Linked DNA regions of Mus musculus: all the other regions are linked to region 1. The links are chromatin contacts, called in public promoter capture Hi-C maps. All regions are on one chromosome and are shown on one strand. The core of a region is the stretch at or near the end of the contact, and the rest is flanking DNA. Distances in the headings are between cores, read along the strand shown.

Region 1 (7,210 bases), core at 2,114-4,613:
AGCATGACTAGGAAAGGTGATTGACTTTTCTGCTGTGTCACACACTGTACTAGTACCTCATAGCTTATCTGTTGGAGCAGCCAGAAGGCAGAGTAGCTTAACTAATACATTCATTTAGAAAAAGTAGTTATCTTATGACTTAATGCAGGCCTCATTTGCTGTGCTGCATTTTGTTAATAACTGCCTTTTTTTTTTTTTTTTTTTTTTTTGAGATGGGCTGTCACTATATAGGACAGGCTGGCTTGGAACTCACTGAGATCTACCTGCCTCTGCCTCTGGTGTTGGGTGTGCACCATATCTGCCACTTTTCTTATTTAATATTATGGTATTTACGTACTTATTTTTGTGATACTGGATACTGAACCTTGGGCTTAGAGCCTGCTAGACCAAGTGTTCTACCACTATATCCTCAGCCCTCCATACTTTTCTAGTCTAAGTTTATATCTTTGATAATTACAGGCGTTAACTGAAAAGGACAAAATGTACACTGTGCTTCCCCTCTTCCAATTCCTAATGTCCTAAAGAAAAGCTAATGAATTCATAAAATCAGAATTAGTAGGCAGAACTCCTGATTAGATTGCTTTTCAGAAGAGAAAGATCACAATTGATTTACTGAGCTCTGTGTCGGGTATAGGTGCCAGGAATATAAACAGATGCCTTTAAGGAGCTTACATTCTCATTTATGTTTATTAAAAATATGCAATATGTCTACTTAATTCCTATTTTGAGAAAGGGTCTGTGCAGTCTAATCTGGTCTTGAATTTATGGTAAGCACTCTGCCTTGGCCTCTCCAAGTGCTGGGGTTACAGGTGTATGCTACTATACTGGGCTTGTATTTTTTTTTTTTAAAGATCTATTTTATTTATATGAGTACACTGTAGCTGTCTTCAGACACACCAGAAGAGAACATCAGAATTACAGATGGTTGTGAGCCACCATGTGGTTGCTGGGAATTGAACTCAGGACCTCTGGAAGAGCAGTCAGTGCTCTTAACTACTGAGCCAACTTTACAGCCCATGTTTCTATTTTTAATTGATAGAATATACTCATACTGTCAGATCAAGAAAAGGAAAATCCAGCTTACAGATTTTCAGATGTACTAATTTAAATAACATTATGCCAGTGATTTACTACCTTATCTAATACAGCCATTATAGTGAAAACAGAGGTATTTTAGCTTGTCAACTGCCTTTTTTTTTTTTTTTTTTTTCATAGCTTGGTTCTTTCCTAGTACCTGGTGTATATTTAATAGTGAAAATTAAAGCTAGTAGCTATATACATATTGGCTCAATATTTGTTACCAAGCATAACCTAAAATTCAATTAATCAAAGTAGGTACATAGATTGTAGTAGTTGTAGACATAAAACACAAGATTCTCTAAAAATGTCCATAGTTTTACTATGTATTTTAACCTGTCAGAAGGTGCGTGAAAAACTGGACTTCAACTAAGGATCGCACTGTTCTGCTTTTAGTATGGCCCAAAGACATATTTACTGGATAATCACACCTTTGGGAACACACAATGGTTCTTCCAGTTTATTATGTCACCTACTCTAACAATGACCACACAATGTCATAAGTCAACAAGGCTAAGGATGCACTGTGGGATTTTTTTTTTTTTTTTTTTTTGGTTGTGACTTGAAAGACTTCATGTGATCAAAATACTTTTAAAGGTCAGTAACAACAGCTTTACCCTATTTTACCAGAAAATATTCGATCTGTCCTTAAGATCTGGTAGTTGTACAAGCAGCGAATGGATTTATTATTAAAACCATCAAGACAAAACATTTTCCATCTTTTTGGCTTTACAATGGACCTCCGTAGACTAGTACCTGAGAACGTGGCAGTAGTCAAGAGTGCAGAGGAAACTCTCTTTACAGCAGCTCTGGTTCTCGGAAGATGGTCAGACCGAAGGGCCTTTGGCCACTATCAGTAACTTTGCCCAAGGGAGTCCCTTAAGTTAATATTAACTCAAGAAGTTCCTTTGGTCGGAAGCTACACATAGACTACAGTTCAGTTTTCTGTCTATTGTAACAACAGATCCTGCACATATTTTCCATCCATCTTGCTGCAGTCCCCATAAGGCGGCCGGCTCTGGGTGAGTCAGGGTAGCAGAGCCCTTTCCTCCAGTCTTACAGGGGTGGAAGTCCGCATGTGTGCAACCTGGAAAACAAGGTCAAAGGTCTCTGCAGTGTCCATTCTCCTAGACCTCGACAGCGCCAGCTCTTCATCGCTCACCCAAGTCTTATCTGGGTTCCCCCCCCCCCCCAGTGGGCTTTCCACCCCACCGGTCTCCAGAGAGCAGATCCCGGGTCGTCACTGGCAGGGACCCCGGCTGCTCCTGCTGGGCCTCCCCACTGGCCCTATTTTCACGCTCGTTTTGGTAAATCCGGGGCACCACGCAGGTCAGCCGAGCGCGACAGCACAGGGGGTTCCCCCCACCCGTACAAGCCGATTTCGAAAGTCGGGACACGAGCGAGGCGGCCGCGGTCTCGCGAGAAGAGGCAGGCCCCGCCTGGAGTTCGCGGCCCCCCCTCCCCGGCCCCACCCTCCCCACGTCCCCCGCCCTCCCTCCCACACTCCCCGTGGCGCGAGCGGCTGACTGAGCCTGGAGAGGAAACGGCAATCGCAGCCGCGCTCCCGCCCAGGCCGGCCCTGACGCGGGCCTCGTCAGCCGGTAACGGGGAGCAGAGGTGGGGGTCAGGGAGGCGTCCTCGAAGTCAGTGAAGGTCAGAACCGAGAGCTCTCTCTCTCCGACCCGGGTGAGGACTGGGGTCTGAGCTCGCCCCCACCCCAACTCTGCAGAGCCGAGGCAGGGTCGACCCCTCCCAGGGGCGGGGTGGCGCCGGGCAACTGCAGCCTAGGGGGCCACCCTGGGCGGGGCGCTCAGCCAGGAGAGAAGGGGTCAGCGGCAGGGGGTGCGGGCTTGGGCTGTGTAGCCGAGGCGGGGATGGGCTTCTGGAGCCCGGACTCCCGAGCTGGGCGGGGATGTCCCGGGGCCAGCAGGTCCTTTTCCGCCTCTCCTTTGGACCCTGACTGGAGGCCGGCGGGCGGGGGGGGGGGGGGTGGGTGGGTGGGGAGGGGGGGTCTGGGTGGGGGAGGGCAGGCGGCGCGAGGGGGCGGGTCCCGGCGCTGCGGGGCGCTGATTGGCTGAGCGCGTGTGGAATCGGGTGATGGGAAACGCAGCGCGGCTCTCCTGTCCTCTCTCGCTCCGCGCCCCCCCACCCCTTTCACCCGTGGCGAATGTGCTGCGAGGTGGCGGGTGCTTACGCTCGCGGGGTTTGGCTGTTGCAGGCAGGAGCTGGGAGGAGGCAGCAGCAGCGGCGGCGGCAGGAGCAGCGGCGGCGGCAGCAGCTGGGAGGAGGTGGTGACGGTGGCAACGGCAGCGTCGGGGACGATGGCGCGACTGGTGGCAGTGTGCAGGGACGGGGAGGAGGAGTTCCCCTTCGAGAGGAGGCAGATCCCCCTCTACATAGACGACACCCTGACGGTGAGCGAGCGGGCTGAGCGGGCCGGGCCGGGATGGGCCCGCTGCTCCCCGGCCTGGCAGCTGTTTCCCCTCCCCCAGGCCGAGCGCTGCGCACTGGAGAAAGAGTGTGTTGCAACTCCTAGGCGAGGCCGCCTCTCCGATGGGCCCCACGAACTCGCCATTGCAGCGGGGCCTCTCGGTACCCTTGGCAGGCCCCAGATCCAGCGCCCCGAAGGCACTTGGAGGTCCCCTGCTCGGGTCTTCCTCCCTCTCCGAACCTTTGGCCTTTAGGCCTGCCTTTGAGACGCTGTTTGCCTAAGCACGCGCCGGGGAGAAGGGTTGAAGGAGCTGGGGCGTTTAGGGCCTGTCCTCTCCAGAAAGCACTTACCCTCCGGGAGGCTCAATTAGTTGAAAATGTCGCAGCTGCATTGTTACCTGTGTGTTTCCCGTTTGAACACTGTAGCTATCTCTACATAAGTGTAATTACTGAGGGCAGAGTGACATTCTCTTGCACAGCGAAGATTCCACCTAAATGATTTGATTTCCTAATACGTCTCACATTGCCTAGTACATTATAATTCTTGAAATGGTTGGGTTAAGCCATGACTCTTCAAAATGGGCCTTCGTGGCATTTTTTTGGTTTACAAGTAGCCCAAGACCAAGTTATTGACTGTAAAGTAGTATGAAGAACTGACTGCTCATTGTGGATAGAAAAACACAAACGTGGGAAGATGGTTGTTTTAAGACTTGGTGTTGGTATACCTTTGCCGACCCCTCTACCCGGTGTTGTAGTACTGTTTCCTTTAAAAGGAAATGGCAGAAATTTGAGTTGATTCTGAGCAGGAAGTAAATGCAGTTGCTTACCACAGTTAAATGAACCTTCTCCGAACAAGTTTTGAAATCTTCATTTTGATGCTGACGCTCCTGGATTTTGCACTCGCCCATTGTGATCTGATGTAGATAAGTCTTCCAGCCTTTGACTTTTTTTCCACTCAAAGGCAGATCGGTTATCTTCCTGAAAAAAAAAAAAGTGTAGTTATGTACTGAAGGTTTTAGCATTTTATGTAAAATGCAAGTCATTGTGGAGATGCCAGTCTGAGCCTTTTTGCCAGTCTCAAGAGCTTCAGTACTTTTAAAAAATTAGGGAAGCTATTGACTGGTTCACTTCGATGGAACTTTGCAATGGAAAGCATGCTTTAAAAAAATAGTCTAATGATTTGACATAAAGTAGAATTTATATTAGAAATTACTTGTATGTATTGGTTATGGTTTCTTATTTTCTTGAATTTTAATTTTAATGGGCTTATATTAAAAATAGTTTTAAAAAAACAAGCTAGAAACCAGTTAAATGATTTTTTTCTCAGTATGATAGTGCTTGGTCATAGTTCATTTGTTATTACCTTCTGTCCCCTTCACCATAAAACCTTAAAAAAACACAGTTTGATAACAACCTTTTTTGTAGTGCATTTTTCCCCCTTAATCCTGAGGTTTGGGTTAATTTTTTTATTAGTATATAATATGAAAACAGAAAACCATTTTAAATTTTGTCTATTTACAAATTTTAAGATAACTTATACTCTCCTTTCACATAACCACCTTTAATGTGAATGTAGCACATTAGTCAATACTTCATAAAGCACTTTTAAGTGAACAGTATGTTACATTCTTGATGATGTGAGTTTCCAGTTTTTTTCATAGATAAACTTACATTATGGTTTAGTGTCACCTGCTTTTGCCTTGTACTGGGTGTCTGAATTTTGCTTTTATTACAGACTCATTACAAAGACAATTTAAGCTTATTTAAATAACTTCAAATAATAGGTATAATTTTTCCTTGCTTAGGAATGACTTTTGGCCACTAAGGAATTAATTTTGTTAGTTTGTCTTGAAAACTTGTGAACTGTCATTGAATGCTGTTAATGAGTATTATCAAAAATTCACCTACAGCTATGCTGTATGTAGGGACACAAGCTTCTTTCAAGATTTCTCAATCCCAGTTAAAGGGAGGATATAGAACAAAGCACCTGTTGGGAGGGAAGCGGGAAGAGGAAGCAGAGGTGTGTGTGTGTGTAGTGGTCCATTGCTATTTGATGGCAGTGTTTGCCTGAAGTTAACTTGGTTTGATCTTTGTTCCTAGCAACCCAAAGGGGAACCTTGTGATCTTTGAGTAAATGGTTTTAGCAATCTTGTTTGCAGAAAAATGTTAGTCTAGTTCATTCTAGTTATCACTGCACATAGGCTGGGCTGGGATATACTGGAATATTTTATACTAGTGTGTATGTGTACGTTTGTACATCTATATAGATATATACATGTGTGTATGTGTGCATGTATGTGTGTGTGTACATGTAGGTGTATATGCCATAGTATATGTGTGGAAGATTGAGGACTGTTGATAGGGAGTTGGTTCTTTCCACTGTAAGTTTTGGGATGGAAGACAGGTTGTCAGGCTTTACAACAAGCACTTTTACCCACTAAGCCATCTCTCTGACCCTCTCTTTGGGGTCTCAAATTCCTGGGCTAAAATATCTTCCTATTTTAGCCTCTAAAATGTTAGGATTAAAGAGGTATACCACAACTTTTTGTCATCTTTTAATGTTTTTAATGGTTGTACAAGTTGTATGATATTCCATAGTATCACCCTTCCATGAGATTCTGACTTCTCATTTTTGAATAACACCATAAGAATATGGATAATGCACTGAGTTATTACTTTTCCCCTTGGGCTTTTGGAAGTAGAATTACTGAAGGATAACATTTTACAAGTTTCTTGGTTCATGTTGTTGAATTATTACATTTCTAGAAGATAACCCTTTTAATTCAAATCTATCCAAATGATCTGTAAACTGGGGTGACAAAATGGCTTAGTGGGTAAAGGCGGTTGTTGCCAAGTGTGATGATATCATTCATTTCTTGGAATATAAATGGTAGAAAGGAAGAAATGGTTCCTGCAAGTTGCCCTCTGACTTCTACACAAGAACATCTGGCATGGATGTGCTCCGCTCCAATAAGAATAATGAGTAGATTAGAAATTGATAGGAGTTCTGAAGTGTTGAAGCCTAAGAAGCAGGAAATGGTAATCCTAGGGGATTAGGAGTTTAGCATTTGCTACAAGTTTAGTATTTAGTGTTTCCTTTAAGCTCTTTAATATTTAACTTTCCTAATGTATGTTAAACTTTCCTGATGCATGTTAACTTTTCCTGATGCATGTTAGAAGTAGTTTTGTGAATAGTGATATAAAAGAGTAATACTAAAGTGACATTTTGATAAATACAAACTTAATCTTATTGATTAGAGCTCATGGAAATGTTCTGAAACTTTTTTTCTTTTTTTGTGGTCTGGTAAAACTGGGGCAGATGCTTAAGAGTGAAAGTCAGTAACGGATGCAATAAACTTTACAAAGCAGTAATTGCTGCGCAATGACTTGTATTTTTGGATGGCTCTGGACAGGCATCCCCATCCTGCAGCTGAAGGCTAATGACTGCTCTGTGAAACCACACCTCATGTGCTTTACAGGGCGGCCTTCCTCTAGGTAACTTGGACTCTAAGGTTAACTCAGGGAAGTGCTCTGAAAAGATGGAGGAGATGGTGCTAGTGGTCCCTTTTCTTACCGTTCTCTTAATACATTAAATGACATACACTAGTTGACTAGAAAACAATAAAATAAAAAGCTGTTACCCTAAATGTTTGAAAGGCAAGGATGAAGTAATATTTAAGGCAGAGTATGTGGTTCAAGAGAA
Region 2 (7,210 bases), core at 1,273-3,772, 2.3 Mb before region 1:
AGGCGATCTCTATCAGTCTGAGACTATACATGACGAGTCCCAGGCAAGCCAGTAAGACCCTGTCTCAAGAAAAAGAAAAAGAAAAAAAAGGAAAAGAAGAAGAAAACAATTCACTTAACATTTATACTTACTTGGTACTAATAATGCTCAGTTTTAACTATACTCCCTGTCAGAACTTGATTAGTCAGAACATCTGGAAAACATGCTTGTCTTTTAATAAGCCTGATGATTCCAAGAAAAACAAACAGACTAAGAAAGTGGCTTAAACGATGGAGCGCTTGCCTTGAAAGCATAAGGGTCTGAGAACCCCAGAATTCAGGTACAATCCAGGATGGTGTTGCATGCCATCCCAGCTATGACACGACAGGGGCACACACAGGCAGATCCCTGGAAGCCCACTGCCAACTAGCCTGGCTAACTGGTGAGGTTCCAGGCCAGTGAGACCCTGTCTCAAACAAAAGGTGGAATGTAATGACCAATGACCTGGGTATGTGTAACAGACACACGCAAGCACACAGACACACACATACTCACTCTGATACACATCAAAAAAAAAAAATGAAACCATGAAATGCAAAGAGAAACTTTATGTAGAAATATTCTTACTGAGGGGGTACTTATAATAAAAGTAAGAATGTGATTACAGCCCTTACAGACAAATACTAAGTAAATTATGCCAAATACAGCATGCAGAAATACTTATAGTAGAAAACTGTGTATGTGTGTATCAGTAAGAAATGGAAGAAAGATTGCATGACTAAATACACAATGACAACTTTTTACTTCTGTGATTTCCACAATGGAGATGAACTACTTTTGTAATTAAGGGATGGAATTTGTTTTTAAGAGACAGTTTCACTATGTAGCTCAGGCCAGCCTGAAACACCTTGTGCTCACTATCTTGGCCTAGAAATCAGAGATCTGCCTGCTTCTGCTTCCCAAGGGCTGGGATTAAAGTATGCATCACTGAGTCCAGACATGAGCAAATTTTTAAGAAGATATACTGGAACGGGCAAGGTGGCTCAGCATTGCCAAAGGCTCCTACCACCAAACCTGAAGACCTGACTTCTATCCCAGGAATCCCACATGGTAAAAGGAGAAGCAACTCCAAGTTGTCCTGACCTCCACGCCGGCACATCAATGCACACCCATGCACACACTAAATAAACAAACATTTGTAAAGATATCGTGATTAGAGGCAAACTAATTCAGAATCTGAATTTCTGTCCTGATGTAATCAACTAATTATGTGAGCCTGAAAATCTGCAGCCACTATAAATGCGAGTGTCCCTATTGACATTAAGTTAATAACTAAAAAAAAATTGAAAACAGGGAAGTTTACCCACGTCTATTTTTACTCCATTCCAGAAAAATTAAACCCTCCTAAAACCAAGAAAAGTTTACAAAACCTTCACACAACTTTCACAAGAGCAATTAAGTAGAAAATTACTGATGGTCATAACTGCAAGACCAGGTCCTGAGAGATGCGGACTCTTAACTGGCTTTGGGAAGACAATAAAACCATGGGGGTGAACTGGGTTAATCTCAAGAGCAATGCTCAGTAAGTTATCCCTTATTTTTAAAAAGCAAAAATCATGTAGTACTTTAGTCTCTGAACGGTTCACGCCCCCCAGCCCCCAAGCAATCGTTTTGATGATTCTAGCCTTTATGGAAATACCCCAATCATGAAATCATCTTACAAGAATCAATGCTGGAAACTACTAGTCTTTAAGTCAGTCGAGTGTGAGAGAGGTGTGTGTGTCCTACAAAATGAACCGCTGAGGGTGAAAAAAATGTTTAATCATGCAGAGCAAGTCGTGGCGAGAAAGCAGGGCAAGTCCTTCCGATGAATTTGCAATTTTGCTCTAGAAAGGCTCAGCCTGCAAACAGCGACGAGAGCAGGTGCCAAGGCATCGCTGGAGCTCCGCAGCACCTGACTGCGGAACAGATTCAGCACCGGGCATGCTGAGGGCTGGAAGCACTACCGCCGGGCCAGCCTCCCTCTCCGCGACTCGCAGAGGCTGCCTCCCACAGGGAGGGCGAGCGCATGGGGCCCCGGATAGAAAAGGAGCCCAGCCGCCACCCTCCGTGATGCCCCTCACCTCCACACTCTGCTCATCCATTGCCTCCGGCTCTCGGCGGGGCCCTCGGCGACCCTCGGAGTCCGTGTCTGCGCTGTCAGGCGCCGGCCCGAGGTCGCCAGGTCAGCTGCGCTCACCTCAGCAGGCTCCCACAACAGTGCCACCTCCGCGCCCCATCCCGTCGGGTTCCCCACCGGCTACCCCGCATTTCGCCATTTTTTTTTATCCGCGCGCCAGCCCTGGGGCGGAGAGGGAAGGGCTAGCGGTAGCCGCAACGCCTTCCTCCCGCCTCAGCAGCTGGCCTGCGTCCGCGTGGGAGCCCTGGCCCACGTGACGCCGGCGCGCGCGTGTGAAAACCGCCGCGGGGCCCGTCCGGGGCGGAACAGGCGCCACAGAGAATTCGCAAACACCAACGGTAACCAGGGCAGCTAGAGGCGCGGCAACGGGGCGGACGCGATGCGCACGCGCACTCGGCGTTGCGGGAGGGGAGGGGAGGGGCGGGGCGGAGCGGGGCGGGAGGAGAGGCGGGCGCCCGGTTCCCGCGGTGCGCGCAGCACACGAGACTTGGAGAGGCGGTGCCGCGGGGAGGCGTGTCGGGCGTCGGCGCGGTGCCCTTCGCCTCGCAGATTTTACCGCCAGTGATGTAGGCTCCTTGGTGCGTCCTAATTGGAAGAAGCCACGCTCCCGAGTATTAGGAAGGGACGGAGAGTCTTATTTGCGTTCCCATTGTTTGTGGGTCACCTAAGGAGACCCTGGAGCCGGGAACTCTTGCTTGGTTAGTGTTTGCTTTCCGCCTCTGGGAGGAAACGCAGACTTTAAGCTTTAAAAAAAAAAAAAAAAAAAAAAAAACTTAGTCCCCCTCCATAGTAAATGCATTTGAAAGCTCCAATTGTAATGGACCGGCGATTTCTCTTGACCTGTTATTTTGAGACAAGGTTTCTTTAGTTCATGATAGACTGGACGTATAGTGAAGTCTCCAAGCTTCCTGGAAGTAAGGATTGCAGGGGAGAGGTACCACGTCTTCTCATTTTGGTGAGACAATTGGATCCACATCCCACCGACTAAGGCTTTCTTGCAGCTTGAGTTGTTTTTGCTATGGGGACTAACAAAGAGTCTAGGGAATCGCTTCTAAATTCCTTCCAGAAGAGACCAGTTAGGGTGCAGAAATTGAGGGTATGTGAGACAAAAGGCGTTGGTCAAATACTTAAATCTTAATTCTTCTCTTAAGCTTATTACAAAGTTATTTATGAACCCAATCCAGAGAATTGATAATCTAGAAAGAATCTTTTCGTTACTAGCAACATTTTTTAAAAATTATATGAACTATAAACAAGATTTATGGAGGTAGGACGGATGGCCCAGAGGTTAAGAATACTTGCTACTCCGGGGGAGGACCACTCTCTAACCCTGCCTTTGGTCTCCAGCCTATACTCCAACTCCATTCTGCCCACCTAAAACACCCACACTCACATGCACATATATTAATATAACCCAAAATAATCTACACACACATAATTTAATTAAGTAGAGATAGAATATGCTTTCACAAGCTGGGCATGGTGGAGCACTCGTTTAGTCCCAGCATTTGGGGGACAGAGGCAGGTGGAGTTCCAGGACAATCAGGGATACACAATGACACCGTGTATTGAAAAACCAAAAGCAAAAAAGGCTTTCATTTCAAACCACTTATGGTCTTTGAACTAGATGCAGGCTGATAGTTGCAGAATAATTTTACTAACGTGTCCTGAATTGTACCTTTTTGCTGATGTTCCCATGTCACCTGCACTGACCTAGAACTTGCTATAAAGCATATGCCAGCCTTCAACTCCCTCCTTAGCCTCTTCAGTGCTAGGATATACATAGGTATGCCACCACATTCTATTTACACTTTAAAATTTAATCTATACCTAAAAATTTGTGGAGGCCGGGTGTGGTGGTACATGTCTTTAGCTTTTAATCATAGCCTTTCATGACCAGGCAGAAACCATCTCCAGAATAGCCTGGTCTACTTAGTGAGTTCAAAGCCAGCCTGGGCTAAGTCGCCAGACTAAAAAAACAATCAAAAGTTTGTGGGAAATATTATGGCATTTGGAATTCTCAACAATATGGAGAAACCTTTGCCCTGTAGTATAACAGATGATAACAGTAGCCTATAGATTATGGTATATTTGCCATATATACCCAAAATGTTTAAGGAACTAGTTATCAGGCTAGTTCATAATAGTAGAAAATAAAAGAAATCTGTAATTAGTTAGAGGTCTTTGTTAAAAAATAGGCATACAGTGCTTAAATTGGTAGTTGGCTAAGTAAGGGTTAAAGGTCCTTTGTCAGCTCGTGGGTGAGGGAGTCTGCTAGCACTGGAGAGCTTGAAACAGAAGATTGAGAACTTGAAGAAAGCCAACCAGAGCCCTAGCCCAAGACCATGTCTCACAAAAACAGCACTTAGGGGCTGACTTTGCTCTGCCCTTTGCCACAAGACACATCCCCCAAAATGCTATTACTTTTATAATGACTCAGATTATCAATAAGAAACTAAACAAAATCATGATATAGCCATACAGTAGTTACAAGTGTTAAAAAGGATGTTAAATGTATAATGTATGTCATGAAATCATATAAAATGAAAATTTTAAATGCTACAGTATAATGTATGCTTACCTGTTTTGTTTTTTTCTAAAGAAAAATTCTATGTGAATATGTATAGAAATGAATAAAGAAACTGAAGGCTGACTACTTCTAAATAATATGCATTATGCTTGTTTTTAAATATCTTAAATAGTATTATATAGAAACACTATAGTAACAGAAAATAGTATCTAGATGAGAAATAATCCTAAATAAAAGTAATAAGAATGAAGATAATATAACATGGAGGCTAGATACTATGACCAATTTTAGGTTTTATTTTATAGGTAAGTGGATGCAAATACATTAAAAAGGTAACCATTCCAGCTAACAAAAGCCACTGCCAAAACTACAAAATGAACAAGTAATCCGAATATGTTCAATTTAAATGTTGAGGTAGAGAATTTTACTGGCAATATTTGAGGATCACAGAGTCTATTTTAATTAATTTTTATTTATGAGTACACTGTAGCTGTCTCCAGACACGCCAACAAGAAGGCACAAGATCCCATTACAGATGGCTGTGAGCAGCCATGTGGTTGCTGGGAATTGAACTCAGGACCTCTGAAAAAACAGTGAGTGCTCTTAAACTCTGAGCCATCTCCAGGCCGGGAGGGTCACAGAGTCTCAAGTCCTGGAAAACAAATGGAAGGGGAAAACATTCACACGTGTGGATTTTGTTTGAAAGCAAGTCTTGCTGTGTGGCCCGACTCACCTGGAACTCCATGGCCGGTTTGAGTATAGTACCTTCTTGACTCCTCTCAGCCTACTAAACTGGTTTTCTGTGCACCTCTCAGTATATACCTTAAGCTGGGTTTGGAGGTGATTGTAACCTCACACACAGGTACGTAAGGCAAGTTGAATTCCAGGCCATCATGAACCATATACTGGGACCTGCTCTCAGAACAGTAATCTATCAGGCTCAGCCTGGTTGCACAGCATGCAATCCCAGAACTCAGGAGGGAGAGGCAGACAGAGTTCTGTGCTTATAACAAATTTTAAAAGAAGGTATGAAAATTTATGTCTGTAATCCCAGCACTGAAGTGAGATTATCTCTAGTTCCAGCCCAACATGGCCTACAGAGTGAGATCCTGTCTTAAAAAACAAGAGAAGGCTGAAAAAATGGCTCAGCACCTGCTGCTCTTCCAGAAGACCCAGGTACAATTCACAGCACCAAGATAGCAGCTCACAACTGTCTTTAGCTCCATTTCCAGGGGATCTAACACCCATTTCTGGCCTCCCTGGGCACCAGGCATGAACATCAGGCACAGACAGATATGCAGGCAAAATACTCATGTACTTAAAATAAAAATAAAATGTTTTTGTTTGTTTTGTTTTGTTTTTCCAGACAGGGTTTCTCTGTGTAGCCCTGGCTGTCCTGGAACTCACTCTGTAGACCAGGCTGGCCTCAAAGTCAGAAATTCGACTGCCTCTGCCTCCCAAGTGCTGGGATTAAAGGCATGCGCCACCAATACCTGGTTAAAATAAATCTTTAAAGAGAAAACAGGACCAGCTTTGTTTCTAGCACCCAGAGCAGAAGCAAGTGATCTCTGAATTCTAGGCCAGCCTGATCTATATCGGTCCAGACCAGCCTGGGGTTCATAGTAAAGTCCTGTCTCAAAACAAAAACAAACAGATGGACACAGTTTCTCCTCCCTGTAATCACAACACTAAAGGGCTGAAGCAGGCAGGTCACCAAGGTACCTAGACAAACATGGACCATAGAAGGACTCTGTTTCAATAAATAAATAAACAGATAGGTCAATAGATAGATAAATAAATAAATAAGAAAATTGTAGGGACATAACTCAGTGGTAGATTATATCATAAGCATGCATGTGTCACCCTAGATTCAAGCCCAGAACCATAAAAAAATAGTGAAACTGATTTACACACACACACACACACTGGATAATAGCAGATGTGTCAGTGATTTTAGTCTGTCATTCATATAGAATAAACAAATACAAAACTACACTGAAAGATAACATATTATTGTAACACCAATAGAAAGTCTAAAACAGCATTTGAAAACAAACTAATGATGTTTTATTACTAGCAAGCAATGGGAAAAAGGAAAAAAAAAATAAAAGTTCTCACAAAACATCCTATTAATTTGTTAGATTTTGGGAAAACTGGACAGTATATACATACAAGTAAGTGTGTTATTAACTGTAATGTACATTAAAGAAAAAAAAATACAGGGTTGGGATGTGGCTCAGCTGAGCCGTGCTAGCTGGTACTACACAAACCAGACGTGCTTCTGCACACTGGGTATCCCAGCACTCAGGAAGTACCAATGTCAAATATTATCCCTATTGACACCAAATCTGAGGCCAGCCTGGGATATGGAAGACCTTGTCACAGACAGACAGACAGACAATGCCCAGCGTGATAGCAAAGGCAGGCATCTTTAGGATTCAGAGCTGGTCTGGTCTACATAGTGAGCTCCAGGGCCAGCCAGAGCTACATAGTGAAACCTTGTCTCAAAAGAGCAAACAACA
Region 3 (7,210 bases), core at 2,698-5,197, 2.2 Mb before region 1:
AACTCCTTTTCCAAAGCGTCTGGGTTACCTACCATAGAAAACAAGTCCTTTGAGTAATTACTTCAAAAAACAAATGAAAAGGATTCAGTGGTTAAGAGTATTTGTTCTTGGGTCCGAGTCCTAGCACACACTTGGTGGCTCAAAATCATCCATGAAGAGTTCCACAGGATCCAATGCCCTCTTCTGACTTCCTCAGGCACCAGGCACAAATGTGGTGCCGTCACAAACATGCAGGCAAAACACTCATATTCATAAAATAAATCTCAATAGAAAAAGAGAAATATACCTCTCTCAAACCTATATACCCAGTTGATCTCTATAGAATTTACTCACATGCACACATGTGCACACACACAAACACACTTAGGCAGCACTTAAATCTTGTGCTTTGGGGCTGGAAAGAGATCTCAGAAGTTAAGGGCAATGGTTGTTCTTCCACAGGTCCTGAGTTCTATTCCCAGCAACCACATGGTGGCTCACAACCCTCTGTTATGGGATCCGATGCCCTCTTCTGCTGTGTCTGAAGAGAGACAGTATACTCGCATACATAAAATAAACAAATCTTTTTTAAAAAAATCTTATTTTTTTTTTAATTCAAGAGTTTATTGAAGGCTACTATAACATGGGAAGCGATTATCAGGGAACCAGTATATTCTGAAGATGATGTTAGCCCAGCCTCACCTTTCATTCTTAAAATATCTGAGGTAGTGAAGAAAGGCATCTGCATTCCCTTCAAACTTAGAACTATCAAAAAAAACAATGAGAGGAATAAAATGTTTCTTTAAAAGTCAGAAGTAAACCAAGAAACAGAATCCAAGTATCCTATTACACTGCCTTTGTGAACAATCCCAAGTGGGTTCACTAAAGGAGGCCAGGAGACAAACACCTCTCAATCAGTTAGTGAAGGGAAAACATTAGTGAGCAAAGGTTACCCTACAATGGATGAGCTTATTCCGCCATTAGTAATGCTGAAATGATGAGAAAATACATTCTCATTAGTTTCACTGACCTTCCTTTAAATGATCCAGTTCAGCAACTCAGGCAGATCAAATCTACTAAACAATGGGATACTAATCCTCAAATCCTGGGCTACAAAACCCAAATTTGGGAATATTTAACTCTGCTAACCAAGCATTGGGTTTTAAAGACAAATGTTAAAAGGCAAATTTAATTTTCTGAATTAGATGTCAACACAGGAAAAATATCAAATAATTTATTAAGATTAGACTTTTTACCAAGTGAAGATAACTACTGCCTTTGCAAAGATAAATAGGCACTCCTATTATATATGCAAGGGCTCCTTAGCAAACCTTTTAAGTATTGTAAAGACCTACTAATAAAAGACGATTGCACAAGGAATCATTTATCTCTGGCTTAGAAAGTAACTTTCTCAACAGGTACTGTTTTTAAAAGAAAGGAAGGAACATGGCAATGTGAAGATGAAATGTCTTTTGTTGTCTAGTCAATAAAAAGCAGTTAATATTGAAAATCATGGTTAAAAATAATGTTTTTCAAGCCCTTGGTTATGAAAAAAAGTTCAGTAACTTGAAAATTGTAAATGCTACTACCATCAATGTACTTCAGGTTATGTTACAAAGGGAAAAGCTGTTTTCCTTTGATCCTCTGAAAAAAGAAATGTTAAAGCTAGACCATAATTTATACAGTATCTAAAATATGTTAAAGTTCAACAACCTCATAACTTCCTAAAACTTACCTTTAACAGGATGTTTAACTTGTATTTTCTTTAAGATAATTTGCTCAATATTTTTTAAAAGTTTGAGAATTGATTGCAATGGAAGGGTTAGATAAAGCTCAGAACTTGATCCACCAATTACAAAAAGCAACCCGTTAAAAACACAGAATTAGCCTCTAACAAGTAAAAATATCTCCACCTATTCCAGTGCAAGGAATTCATACTATGGGAGAGGAACAAGAGAATTTACATGCAGGTTGTTTGATAGACTCTAACCACAATATTTAACATTTTGTGCGTATTTTAAGATGGTAATCACACACCCACACACGAAAAATTCTTAAGTCAAATATTCATTTTTTCAAGATTTGGAAAGCAGCAGAAAATTCTTCTCCTCTTCTCTCCCCCCACCCCCGCCCCCATCCCCACACTCCCTCCACAAAGAAAGTTTTAAAATACAATGTTAAACAAGACTGGAAATCTTTCTAATAAAATGTGTTTGAAACACCTGAATTAATTAACCCAAGAGAAAAGAAACTGAGGCCTCACACCTTCTGGTGTGGGAATGGGGAAGTCGGGGTGGTACTCGCTATCTTCCAGGATCACCCCAAAGTCTATTCCAAAGCAGAAGTTACAAACTCAAGATTTTCCTTGGAGAGAGTGGCTCAGACACAACGGATACCTACGCAGAGGGAAAAAGGGCAGACTGCAGATGGAGTGTTTTACTTTTTAATATTAATCTTGGTATTTTTTTAAAAGGGGGCTGGTGGTCCGATGATCAATCTGGAAGAAAAGTGATCATGCAAAAAGAAGTCTGAAGACAGAACAAGAAAACTAAGAAAAAAGGCGCGGCGATCTAGCGGGCAGTGGAAGGATGGGAGGGCGGGAATAAAGAGAACACTGATGGAGAATGACAAGGCCACTCGGCTGGACGCTCAGTGCACTCCAGCCTTGCCCGCAGCCGCTGAGGGCCTTCGTCCAGGGTTCTCCTTGCACAGAGGAAAGGAATTGAGCATCTAGGAAGCAGAAAGCCGGGCCTGGGGCAACGCCGCTCGCGCCCCGGGAAGGAGCTCCAGGCTCGGTCCCCGCGGCGGCTCCTCTCCCAAGCCGCAAAGAGCCCAGTCTGCGGAACCGCGGGCAAGTTTCTCGTGCAAGTCTAGCATCTTCTTTCAGACTGTCCCAGCTCGCCTGCGAGTAGGTGCATGGTGGACTTGAATTTCTCCGCGCCCCTAGACTTCTGCCCCACCTCATCCTCCATCCCCCTTTTCGGGAGACGTAAACGACCTCTCTCCTCCTCCGAGCTATTAAAGACCGTTCCAGTCACGCTTGGGCAAGGAAGGTAGAAATTCGTGAGGCGGTATCTGTGCCGGGCGCGGCTCCTGGAGCCGATGAAGGAGAAAACCAGGACCAGGGAATTACAAAGGCCCCACACCCTCAACATCTCCCGCCATTTCCCTCACGAGTTCCCCGGATGTAACCCCTTCCCCCGCGGCGGTTAAGAGACCAAGGCGGCGGTAGCTCCCGTAGGTGCAGAAAGAAGGAACTCAATTCAGGTTCCAGCTTCCACAACCCAGTTTCAGGAGACTCTAAAATGCGCTTCACCTTCTAGGCCATCGGTGGAGCACATTAATTACCCAGTAGGTTTCCTTCACTCTCCACTCACCATCAGTTCCAGCTTATCGACCTCCGCCTCCATATTGAATAGTTGACATTCCTCAGACCGCTGAGGCGCTTAAGCTGTAAGCCGTGCTAGCACTGAGGCCCTCCATTGGACAGCTGTCACTCAACGTCTTGCGCTCATTGGCTAGTACGTTCCATCGGCGCCCGCCCATTGGCGCCTGGGTAACGCCCCTCGTTATAAAACGCACTTTCCTGTTGGACAAAGACACAAAACGCCGCAGGGGGATTGGCTGCTGAATATATGAATTTTTCCATTGGCTGCCTTATGGTCCCTACTTTCAAGTTCATACTTGGAAAAGAGTTTGCGATTGGTGTACTCGGAAGCAGCAGCAGCCAATGACATAAAAGCTTCCACTGCGGGCCTAGGCGACGTGACACACCTCCTTTTCTCTCCGGCTTCCCCGCCCCTTCTCGCCCGCCTTTCCTTATTCATACAAGAAGCGCCTCAGTTCCGATTGGCCAGGATGTGATGCTCTTTTGGCCAATCGTAGTCCAAGCTGTGCTTTGATCCTTTCAAGACAACGAACCCTGTAGAGACCACGTCTACGATTGGTCGCTCGTCGGCAAAGATTTAATTTTGAAATTTTCTTTATGGTGTGGAAGAGGCTTAGGCCCGAACTTCGTCTAATCCCCAGGCTCTTAGACTAGTAAGTGCAACGACGTTTTTTCTCTTTGTTACCTGGTCCCGTCTTCCGTTACTCGAACTGTTGATGACTGGGTTCTTATGGAGGTGGGGTCTTGAGCTGGACAGGGAAGGGAGATGGAGCAGAAAAGGAAAGGTTTCGGGCAGGAGAAGAGCTCCGCTGGCAACATCTGAGACACATTTTTTATTTAACACTGCAATATATAGTTTGAAGTGATTGCCTTTTTGCTCAGTCTTTGTCGTAACTTTTTGCTTCTCAAAGGGGGCCCACCGACTGGCGGTAATTGGCTTCTCTGGGCGCTAGCGAAAAATGCAAATTATAGGAATCTACCCAAATTTCCTATCACAATGTTTATTTAACCAGATGCTCTCCCCAGCCATTCTTCAGCGCATTTACGTTTATGGAGAAGTATTTTATGTCAGGTAATTTTACAGTGTTCCATGATGCAAAATGACTTCTGACATCTACTTTAAAAGTATACCCCTTTTACTGTGTGTCTAGTAGTGTGCTGGGTAAGACTAAGGACCTGTGGTCACTCTGAGAAAGACACAGGGAAGAACCGGGTGGGGTTGGGGATAGCAATGCTTCACGACTTAAAACAAAATTGACTATAGGACAATGGCAGAGATCATGCTTCAGCATTCAAGGCAAACCAACTAAACTGATGATGGAAATTAAATTGACTAGAGGGGGATGTAAAACATGTGTTTTAGAATAGTGATGATGAAGTAAATCTGTCACTTATGCTGCTGCTACAGTTTTAGAAGTGCCCCTGGCCAAAGACCTTTCCATATAACTGATGGAGTTCTTAAAGAACCAGCAGTGTCAACTCATGAAGAAGACTAATTATATTGTTCTGAGACAGGAGCTTGTGTATCAACAACTAACCCAGACTTTTTTAAATTTTATTTTTTCAGATAAGGATGTATATTTAAATATAAAACAGAAATATTTTAAGTACTATTAAGTGTTTCAAAATACCTGTCTTTTTTGTTTGTTTGGTTGGTTGGTTGGCTGGTTGGTTTTGGTTTTTCGAGACAGGGTTTCTCTGTATAGCCCCAATTGTCCTGGAACTCCCTCTGTAGACCAGGCTGCCCATGAACTCAGAAATCCGCCTCCCTCTGCCTCCCAAGTGCTGGGATTAAAGGCGTGTACCATCACTGCCTGGCTTCAAAGTACCTGTCTTAAAACAAACCTTTCATTTTGGGTAATTGTATAAAGCCTGTTAAAGTTACTATAGCCCCATAGTCTATTAGAAAAAGTCATGGTCTCTGGAGACTTATAGGTCTTCATTATACTTCATTGTATTATATTAGGCAGATAGCTAGTCTAAGCCTCAGCTTAATTTTGTATAACACTAGGACTAAAATCTTCCTTGTCAGGGATTGAAACCTTTGAGGACATTGAACATTAGCTGAGGAAAAGTAGGTTGTACCCCACTTGAGGGGGCATTTAACAAATGGTCCCTCCCACTATGACATCTGCCTATCATAGTAGGTGCTCATTATATGTTGCTGAATCACAAACCTATCTTTTAATATAATATAATCCACTACAGCCATTTTCTCTATTGTAAGAAAAGCAAAGGGCTAAGTACTGTAGTCACTCAGTAATAGACCACTTGCCTGGGTTTGGTCTCCAGCCGGGAAGAGGGACTTGCAGGGAATAAAGAGAAATTAATTTGACTTCATGAATAAAACCACAAAAGCAAGGTGAGGGGCTAATGTAAAGCCAAAGGGAAAGATTCTGCAGAGACATTGTAATCTGAGTTTACAACTTCTTCCATTTGAAGTGGTTTCTAGAATCCTGGTTACTTTCTCTCTGGCTTTTGGTTTTATCTTGTTTTATGAGACAGGGTCTCGTGTACCTAGGCTGGGCTTGAATAAGTCTATCCATAAGTCTTGATCTACCTGTCTCCACCTTCCGAGTAGTGAGTACGGGTGTACCTCGGATTTTAGATGTCTTAGATACAGGATCACTTATGTATCTTAAGATGTTCTTCAATCCACAGCAGTCCTTCTGCTTCAAATCCCAGTCCCCAATGCTGGGACTGCAGGTCTCTACTACCATGCCCAGAACTACAATTTAAATCTTAATCAAGGTTGGAGAAAAAGGAAAATCCTTGAAATAAGCATAAAACAACCAAGATATATAACATATTCAGGGATGTATAAAATTTCTATATCATAAATCATTGAACTATATACTGAAATTTTAAACATTTTCTATATTATACATTATTATCTAAGAGAACATTCATTTCAGGAACTAAGGAAATGGCTCTGTAGTTAGGAGCACTGGCTGCGCTTCTAGTGGACTTGAGTTCAATTCCCAGCACCCACATGGCAGCTCGCAATCATCTGTAGCTCCAGTTTCAGTGGATACGAAGCCCTCTTCTGGCCTGCTCAGGCCTGCAAATGGTGTGAAGACAGACACACAAGCAGGCAAGGCACCCATCTACATAAAATACAGTTTTTTTCAACTTCAAATTTTTCTCTACAGAAATCATGCCCAAGTACAAACAGCGAAGAAGAAAGCTAAAAGCCAAAGCCAAACGAATGTCTAAGAAGAAAGAAGCCGCTGTGGTCTCTCCTAAGTTATTGACACCTTCCCCTCCCCTCCCCGAACCGGAAAGGTAAAGTGTGATGGGGAAGACAGGAATGAGTCGATCTCACCCCTGTCAGCCAGGGATAATATACAACATGCAGTCCAATTTGAATTTTGTCCTCCACATAAATCTTTTTTTTGGCTGGGGGTGCGGGGGGGGGGGGGGCTCACTCTGTAGACCAGGATGGCCTCGAACTCAGAAATTCGCCTGCCTCTGCCTCCCGGGTGCTGGGATTAAAGGCGTGTGCCACCATGCCCGGCTAGGTTGACATTCTGTAGGTTAACAGGATGATCAAGAATTCAAGGTTATCCTCAATTTAGACAGCTAATTCAAAGCCTACATGAACTATGTGAAGCTGAATCAAAAATAAGTAAGTTAGATTTTTAACCAGACATCCTGAATTTCACATAGCACAAGAGTTCAAACGAGGACTGTAGAGATGGCTCAGTGGTTCACAGACTGCTCTTGCCTAAAATACTTTGAATTCCCAGCACCCATATGGGGCAGCTTATAATTGCCTATAACAACACTCTAGAGGATCTGATACCTTCTCCTGGGCTCCTCAAGTGTCTGCAGACATACACA
Region 4 (7,210 bases), core at 2,452-4,951, 2.1 Mb before region 1:
AAAAACAAACAAACAAAAAAAAAACAAAACGGCTAGCCAGGCAGTGGTGGCGCATACCTTTAGTCCCAGCACTTGGGAGGCAGAGGCAGGAGATTTCTGAGTTCGAGGCCAGCCTGGTCTACAGAGTGAGTTCCAGGACAGCCAGGGCTACACAGCGAAGTGCTGGAAAAAAACAAACAAAACAAAACAAAAAAAGGTTAACGGAAGCTATGGAGTCAACCATGTATACAAATGCAAGTATCTTTTGTCTGTAGGAGGTGACAATCCTACAGAAAAATAGAGGTCTCTGACAGTATAGCTGGCAAGTCTGATTATTTCCCTCCACACAACTTTTAGAACTTCTACTCTAAATGTTATATTGTTCCCCCTATTATGTTTCTTGCTATCTCTGCTATTAATTGCACTGGATTATAGGTAAAGCTAGCTTCCCAACAACAATGGCAAAGTTATTTTTTCTGCTTTGGCAAAACAAGAAACTAAAATGGAAGCAGAGAGCTGACTTTCACAAGTTGTCCTTTCCCAACTTCTCCGTGTACACAGTCACATACCAGCAACAAAATAATTTTTTGTTTGTTTGTTTTTTTCAAGACAGGGTTTCTCCGTATAGCCCTGGCTGTCCTGGAACTCACTTTGTAGACCAGGCTGGCCTCGAACTCAGAAATCCACCTCCCTCTGCCTCCCTAGTGCTGGGATTAAAGGTATGCACCACCTTGCCCGGCAATTTTTTTTTTTAAGTGAAAAGAGCATCAGGCAGTGGTGGCCCACAGTTAATCCCAGCTCCGGGGAGGCAGAGACAGGCAGATCTCTGTGAGTTCAAGGCTAGTCTGTGCTACAGGGTGAGTTCCAGGTCAGCCAGGGCTACAAAATACAGACTCTGACTCCAGAGGAGGGTGGGGACAAAGAAGGAAGAAAGAAAACAAAAAGCAGAAAGTGATTTGCTCACAGCCAGAGCCGCACTTAGGTGGCAGAAGTGAGAACACACAGGATTAGTAAGCGAAGACAAACACTGACTGTGAAAGGATGAGTAGATGTATAAATGTGGCTTAGCATCACAAAGAGGAGTCAATCCCAAGGCAGCAGGCAGAGGAACCACCTGTGAGCCCAGGAGCCTCTCAAACCTTTATTGCCAACCAATTTTTCTTTCTTTCTTTCTTTCTTTTTTTTTTTTTTTCCTTTTTGGTCTCATTGTTGTTGTTTGTAAGGGAGCCTTCTGACTCTGAATAAGTTTGTTGCTGTCTTTCTGTTGCTCTCTGGGATAATATCCTCTCTGTTGCGGCCCTCGGCTTCAATAATTATCTGTCTATTCTCAATCTGTCCATTGGCCTGGGCTTCTTTCCTCTCCCATAGGTTCTCGGAATAAGTCCAAGGCAACAGGGAAAGGTGCTGAAGATGGGCACTGAGTAAATGTGTACTGAGGGCCCATGAAGGTGTTTGGGTGCAGAGAGAAAGAGAAGCAGTTTCTAGTACTCACTCCCTGCCCCCCAACACACACATACACACTTCTTTGTTTCGGTTCTCCCTTCTGTCAACTCACACAGCTTGGCTCCTTTGGCTGGAAGAAGGCATGATCTGGCTTTTTTTTTTTTTTTTTTTTCCTGGCTGGCTGATTCTATTGTTTTTCAGCCCTGTGGTTCTGTGGCCTCTTCCAGTCTCCTGCAATCACACAGCAGGCCTGCAGGGGTCCTCAGAGCACCCCACACAAGGCAGGCTTTCTTTAGCTAATGTTATCTTTTATTTAAGCACAGAACAGTAGCCTCCAATCTTGTTACATAACATACCAGTATCTCAGGGTGTTAAAACCAGTACAGAATCTACTGTTAGGCGTTAGGGAACCCGTGGATATAAACATATTTAGTAACACACTATTGCAGAAATGTAACCAATTTGATTTCCTGGTTCCTGATTTGAAATGTTAGAGTTGGAAGGGATGTCAGAAACCATCTTATTTCAGCCGTCCTTATTTATTTCTGCAGTAATGGGTATTGAACCCAGAGCCTCAAGAACCTTAGGCAAAGTCTCTACTGTGAGTTCCACCACCAGATCCCAGCCCTCCCTTCTTTTAGGCGATGGGTACTAAGGCCTAAGGGCACAGAGGAATTTAACCTCAGAAAGCAGCCTTGGGCTGGTAATCAAGCTTTTGATAATCTAAAGAATTTAGTATATCTTCTTAAAGATCCAATCTCAAGTCTTTTCAAGGTTGTGGTTAGTTAGCTGAAGGCTTTTGGACTCCAGGATTTATAATTCCCAAAGCAGTCAATTGTAAATATTGACAGTGCCCCTACACTGAAACCGGTATCTGCCGGCAAAAATGAGTGGTTTTGTTCTTACTAACGTTGGGACTTTTTTTCATCCCTAACCATGCGATGTACATTCACTGAAGACAATTTAGTTGATTGCATATGTATTAAAAACAGCTGGGTGGAGTGACAGGTGACGTTTTTGAGTCACCCGGGGATCTACCCAAATACCAGCCTGGGTTTGTGTGTAAACTGCTGCCAGATAGGAGACCAAAGGTTCCTGGGCCTCCTTCAGCACCCCAACCCCGCATGAACTTTTTTTTTTTCTCTTTTTCAGTAACCTGGCTAGCTTGGACCGATCTAACCAAGAATGACCTTAAACTTCTAACACTTCCCAAGCCTTGGGTTATAATTGGGCTATAAAGCAGAGAACCACCTTGTCCAATTACCTTGTGTTTTTTTCTCTTCTAAAATAGCAATGAAAACATGTATTTTGCCCCAACACCATTCAGAATCCCAGTGTCTTAGAAAAAAGGGTGGGTCTGCCGTGTCTCCCCCGCCCCCCCCCCCGCAGAAATTCTTTTATCAAATTGACCTGTTTTCCGGTAGGAAGACTCTGCCCCACTCCACCCACCTGGTGCCTCCCTGGACTTCCCGACTGTCATGAGTTTATTTTTTAACCCTCTCTTCCTTGAAAAGCACCACCCCACTGACCCAGAATGCCAGTTCCTCCCTTTTGGTCACCTTGACTACTCTTATTGTATTTTCTGTTGCTAATAGACCTCACTAACCATTAGCAATAGGGATCCCAGTTTCTCTATAGTCTTTCTCTATGCTCTTCCACTCTCAGTACTGGGGATCCAACCCAGGGACTCGAACACACCAGACAACCCTTTCCTAGTTTTAATTAGGAAATTTCGAGCAGGGCAGAGGAAATAGAGAATCTCCGCTTCTGAGCAGGGCATGGGTGGGCATGACGAGACTGGTACTATCTTACTAAATACACCTGCCTTGAACTCTGCGGGTCACTTTTAGTAACTTAGGCTCTGGGTCAGGAGTGGCTTAAAAAGTGGAGCGAGGAATTACTATCTAGGTTCTCAAAACAAAAGCACTGTAAATCCCACTTCCCAACATAACCCCGGGTCCTGGGAATCCCAGTAAAGCCAGACAAACAGGCTCCTATCTCAGAGAGCTCCCCCACTCTAATCACCTCTTCTCCCAGCCCTGCCCGCCAGCTGCCAGGACTGGCGGGACCCAGACCTTGCCACACTCCTCGCACGCGCGCCCCGCCAGGGCCGAGGGGCGGGTGGGGGTTGGGGGCGGGAGGCAGGGAAAGCAGGGGCGGAGTTCCGTCCTCCAGTGATTGGCTCCTGGCGGATGGGCTGCGGCCGTGCAGGGCCAACCAGTGGCGTGTTGCTATGTGCTGAGCCGATGGGATAGGCGCGGGGGCGCGTCTGTCACCCGGCAAGCCCCCAGCCCGGATTCGGAGGGATGCGGAGCGGCAGTGGCGGCGGCGGTGGCGGAGACTGTGGCTTTAAGAGCGCGCAGGGAGCGCTAGAGTCAGCCGTGCAGTCCTTCATCGCCAAGCACTCCGGAGAGCCCGGCGCTGGCCGGACCGGGCAGCCTACCGCCAGGTATGAGGGATCTCGAGCTGGGCTCGCGTGGGCGTGGGGCGCATTCCGCTCCAGTTCGGGCTGTGCGCCCTGGGGACGGTCGGGCTCCTGGGCTGCGTGCAGCCGGGCTCGGCTGGGGCGGTGCTGTCGCGGTCCCGAGGGGGCTCCCCGAAGGTTCCCGGGGTGCTAGGGGCGGGGAACGGGTTGCTGCAGCCACGTGACCGGTTTGTTTACAAACACTGGCGCGCGCTCCGGGTTCGGGACTCGGCGGGTGGCGACGAGCCGCCTGGCAAATATGGGGACCCAGAGACCTGAGCGCCAACGCCTCCCTTGTTCGGCGTGACCCACCCCCCACGGATGGCACCCGGCGGCACCCGGCTGTATGGTCGATGTCTCCATTGAGATAGTTGGGTCTGGGGCACGTCGCCCTCTAAAGTCCCCGGAGCGCTTCGGCAGCCCCAAGCCAAGGGAACCACAGCGAGTTCCTGCCTGGACGCTTCCCGGCGCCTCCCCTGCGGCCTTGCCAAGGGGTGGGCACGAACTCTGTTGCCAGACTCGCTGCGGGGGCCTCTGCGGAGAGTCCCTCCCGCAGCTGGCTCCTGCCTCTCTTCCTGCTTCAAGTTTACCTGCCTGGTTGCTGACTCCCTTCGGGTGATTTTTTTTTTTTTCCGAAACAGTGGAACCTTACACCCGTCTCCTGGCTGGCACTTAGGGGGAAGCACTGTTGCTTTGGACCCCTCGTGCAAAGAACTGCCTGCCACCTCTGACTTCACTTTTACCCACAGTTTTTAAAAAGCTGAGCGAGCATCCTCCGGTTTGCCTAGCCTTCCACGGCCCGGCTGCTGGAAATGGCAAATGCGCCGGAGCCCTGCTTTTTGGCTTCCTTGTTGATTTGTTGTTGCCACGTTGGAGGGTCTTTGAGCCACTGAGTTGGAGTCCTATTAGTCTTTTGTTCCTCATGCTTGTCTTCGTTCTCGCAAGATGGGCTCCCTGTCCAGAGCACTGAACAACAAGCCTAGGGATTACTTTTCTGAACCCCATTTACAGAACATTAGAGGCACAAAGGAATTACAGTAAACCTCATGCTTGAGGCTCTGCAGTAGTCTGCCTGGTTTGGGGGTTTACAGGATCTGGTCAGTAAGATTGGGTTGCTTTTCCTTTTGGCACACACTGCTGTAGGTTTTACCTGAGTTCAGTCCATCAGCTTTCTTAGCATTTGATATTCTTATCTTTGAGGAAGTTTCACTCTCTTTACATCATTTTGTAAATTCTGTAATTTGTCAAAAATAATGGCTTTATTAGAACATTTTCATACACATATCTCATTGTGACTGGTTCATACTTAACTATGACTGCTCCCACCCCCGGTTTTGTACTGAGCTGTGATGAGTGACTGGGTTCTTTACAAGCCCGGCCTGAGAAGAGCTGGGGAATCTTACCTTAGGCACTGTGATTTGTCCCGGATTCCACGACAGGGTCGGATGCGATAGAGCGGGGTACCTGGGCTCGTGCACTGCCTCAGTTGGGCTCTGCCTAGTTTAGGGTTCAGTAACATCACTTCTTAGATCTCTCTGCTTGCCTTGAGATAAGGGTGGGAAATGGAAAATAAAGAACACAGATAAGAATATGTGCCTTTGCCAGGCAGTGGCAGTACACGCCTTTAATCCCAGCATCTGGGAGACAGAGACAGGTGGGATCTCTGAGACCAGCCTAGTCTACAAAGCAGGTTCCAGGACAGCTAAAGCTACACAGAAATCCTGTCTCAGAAAAACAGTGACTAGTTTTCCCAGCCGGGAGTGGTGGTAAATATCTAACCCCAGTACCCCGTGAGGTAAGTTCTGATCACTGCAAGTTTGAGGTCAGCCTGGGCTGTATAAAGGGATTCCAGGTTAGGCAGGGCTATGTAGGGAGACCCTTTGTCTCAGAAAACAAACAAACAAACAAAAAAAAACAAAACCAAACAAAACCCCTTCAATTCTTTAGAACCATGATTTTCAAACTTGGCTAGGGATCCGCAGTAAGGGATACATTATAGCAATGCATGCTAGCCTGGACTAGACATTCTAGGAGGCAGTGACTGTTGCCATACTACCTGCAGTATGTATGTGCTGTTCTTTTTCCTGCTTCATTAGAAAAACAACAATCAGCTGGTGGTCATGACTCATTAATTTGATTTCCTAACCAAATGGGTCACGACCTTCAGTTTGAGAAACATTGGTTCAGGGCGGAGGTCCTCTAGCCTGGCTGTGCATGAATATGTCCAGAGTAATATTTAGAAAGACAGCAGGGTTAAAAAGTTTGTATTTTATATATACAAAGATACATTATACATGTATACGTATAGTGTGTATAGATGCTTATTCTCTCTGTCTTTTTTTTTTTTCTTTTTTTTTTTTTAGACAGGGTTTCTCTGTATAGCTCTGGCTGTCCTGGAACTCACTTTGTAGACCAGGCTGGCCTCGAACTCAGAAATCCACCTGCCTCTGCCTCCCGAGTGCTGGGATTAAAGGCGTGCACCACCACGCCCGGCTCTCTGTCTTATTTTGAGAAAGGATTTCATATTATACAGTCTAGTCTGACCTGGAACACATTACATAGCTCCAGGCTGCTTTTGAACTTTACTACAATCCTCCTGCCTCACCCTCCACAGGATAGAGATTCCAGGCGTTGGACACCACACATCTGTTTAGGGGTGCTGATGGGGGGAGGGTGCTCCTTAGCTGATTCAGCTTGCTGATTACTGGGAGTTGGCGGCAATGAATATTGAGAATGGATGTGAAATGCAGCGTCAGGTAGATGGCTCCTACCTTTGCAAAGTTTAAGGGGCCTGGCGTGGTACTATGCAGCTATGGTCCCACTCAGGAAACCGAGGCAGCCAGCTCTTGCGCTCTGTGCCAGCCTGGGCTGCAGAGTGGGATCCTCAAAAGCTTTGGTGAAGAGAGTAAGACTGGCAGGCCTTGCACCCGCTGCACCCCAGCTCCTCTGAGGCTGCCGCTCACAGTTCTGGAGCAGTGTCTGTTTCTGAGTGTGTGTGGGGGTGGGAGATGTGAGCCCCGCTGGGGAGCTGCTGTGCTGTTCACAGATTATGTGAATTTTCATTGTCATAATGATGTTAATGGTTTTGAGGCAGTCATTGTGCCTAGGGGATTAACAACTGGCCAGCAGAAGAAAGGATTGATTTTGTTTAATGTCTGGCTGGTATTCCAGACTGTGTAGCCCCAGGGAAAAGCAAGCTGTGTCTTTATTTTGATTTGGGGGTTGGGGGAATCAGGGACTTGTCTATCATCAGATGTTAATAAGAGACTCAGGTTCCCACATCCCTTGCCTAGTCAGCTGGCTCCTTCCCACTGCATGGGCACG

What was found. Promoter capture Hi-C pulls out the DNA fragments that hold promoters and counts their contacts. Capture Hi-C pulls out chosen DNA fragments and counts their contacts.
Region 2: a contact with region 1 is called in a promoter capture Hi-C map of adipose tissue, with 3 times the contacts expected there. The contact joins the promoter of Trim37 here to the promoter of Ggnbp2os in region 1. A contact is called at or near these places in 4 of 39 promoter capture datasets (the 3T3-L1 cell line, cranial neural crest, hippocampal neurons and 1 more), 1 of 115 datasets of contacts at active chromatin or transcription factors (large pre-B cells) and 2 of 9 other capture datasets (adipose tissue and liver).
Region 3: a promoter capture Hi-C map of embryonic stem cells shows a contact between it and region 1, with 4 times the contacts expected there. The contact joins the promoter of Prr11 here to the promoter of Ggnbp2os in region 1. A contact is called at or near these places in 7 of 39 promoter capture datasets (the C10 cell line, the HPC-7 cell line, cranial neural crest and 4 more) and 2 of 115 datasets of contacts at active chromatin or transcription factors (astrocytes and large pre-B cells).
Region 4: a promoter capture Hi-C map of pre-B cells shows a contact between it and region 1, with 3 times the contacts expected there. The contact joins the promoter of Ypel2 here to the promoter of Ggnbp2os in region 1. A contact is called at or near these places in 2 of 39 promoter capture datasets (hippocampal neurons and pre-B cells).

The regions. Positions count from the first base shown.
Region 1 is chr11:84,866,158-84,873,367 of GRCm38.p6, reverse strand. It overlaps Ggnbp2os (gametogenetin binding protein 2, opposite strand), which reads right to left and starts at 3,363. Exons shown (of 2, transcript NR_131201.1): 1 at 3,272-3,363; 2 at 1,737-2,164. It overlaps Ggnbp2 (gametogenetin binding protein 2), which reads left to right and starts at 2,578. Exons shown (of 14, transcript NM_001364114.1): 1 at 2,578-2,763; 2 at 3,296-3,491. The coding sequence starts at 3,399.
Region 2 is chr11:87,122,387-87,129,596 of GRCm38.p6, reverse strand. Trim37 (tripartite motif-containing 37) reads right to left here and starts at 2,522. Exons shown (of 24, transcript NM_197987.2): 1 at 2,103-2,522. The coding sequence starts at 2,123. It overlaps Ska2 (spindle and kinetochore associated complex subunit 2), which reads right to left. Exons shown (of 4, transcript NM_025377.3): 4 at 6,623-7,210.
Region 3 is chr11:87,105,451-87,112,660 of GRCm38.p6, reverse strand. Prr11 (proline rich 11) reads left to right here and starts at 3,947. Exons shown (of 10, transcript NM_175563.5): 1 at 3,947-4,020; 2 at 6,520-6,652. The coding sequence starts at 6,525. It overlaps Ska2 (spindle and kinetochore associated complex subunit 2), which reads right to left and starts at 3,400. Exons shown (of 4, transcript NM_025377.3): 1 at 3,357-3,400. The coding sequence starts at 3,389.
Region 4 is chr11:86,990,253-86,997,462 of GRCm38.p6, reverse strand. Ypel2 (yippee like 2) reads left to right here and starts at 3,701. Exons shown (of 5, transcript NM_001005341.3): 1 at 3,701-3,871. It overlaps Gm51915 (a long non-coding RNA gene), which reads right to left. Exons shown (of 3, transcript XR_003949754.1): 1 at 6,658-7,210; 2 at 5,290-5,429; 3 at 3,126-5,120. It also overlaps Gm22387.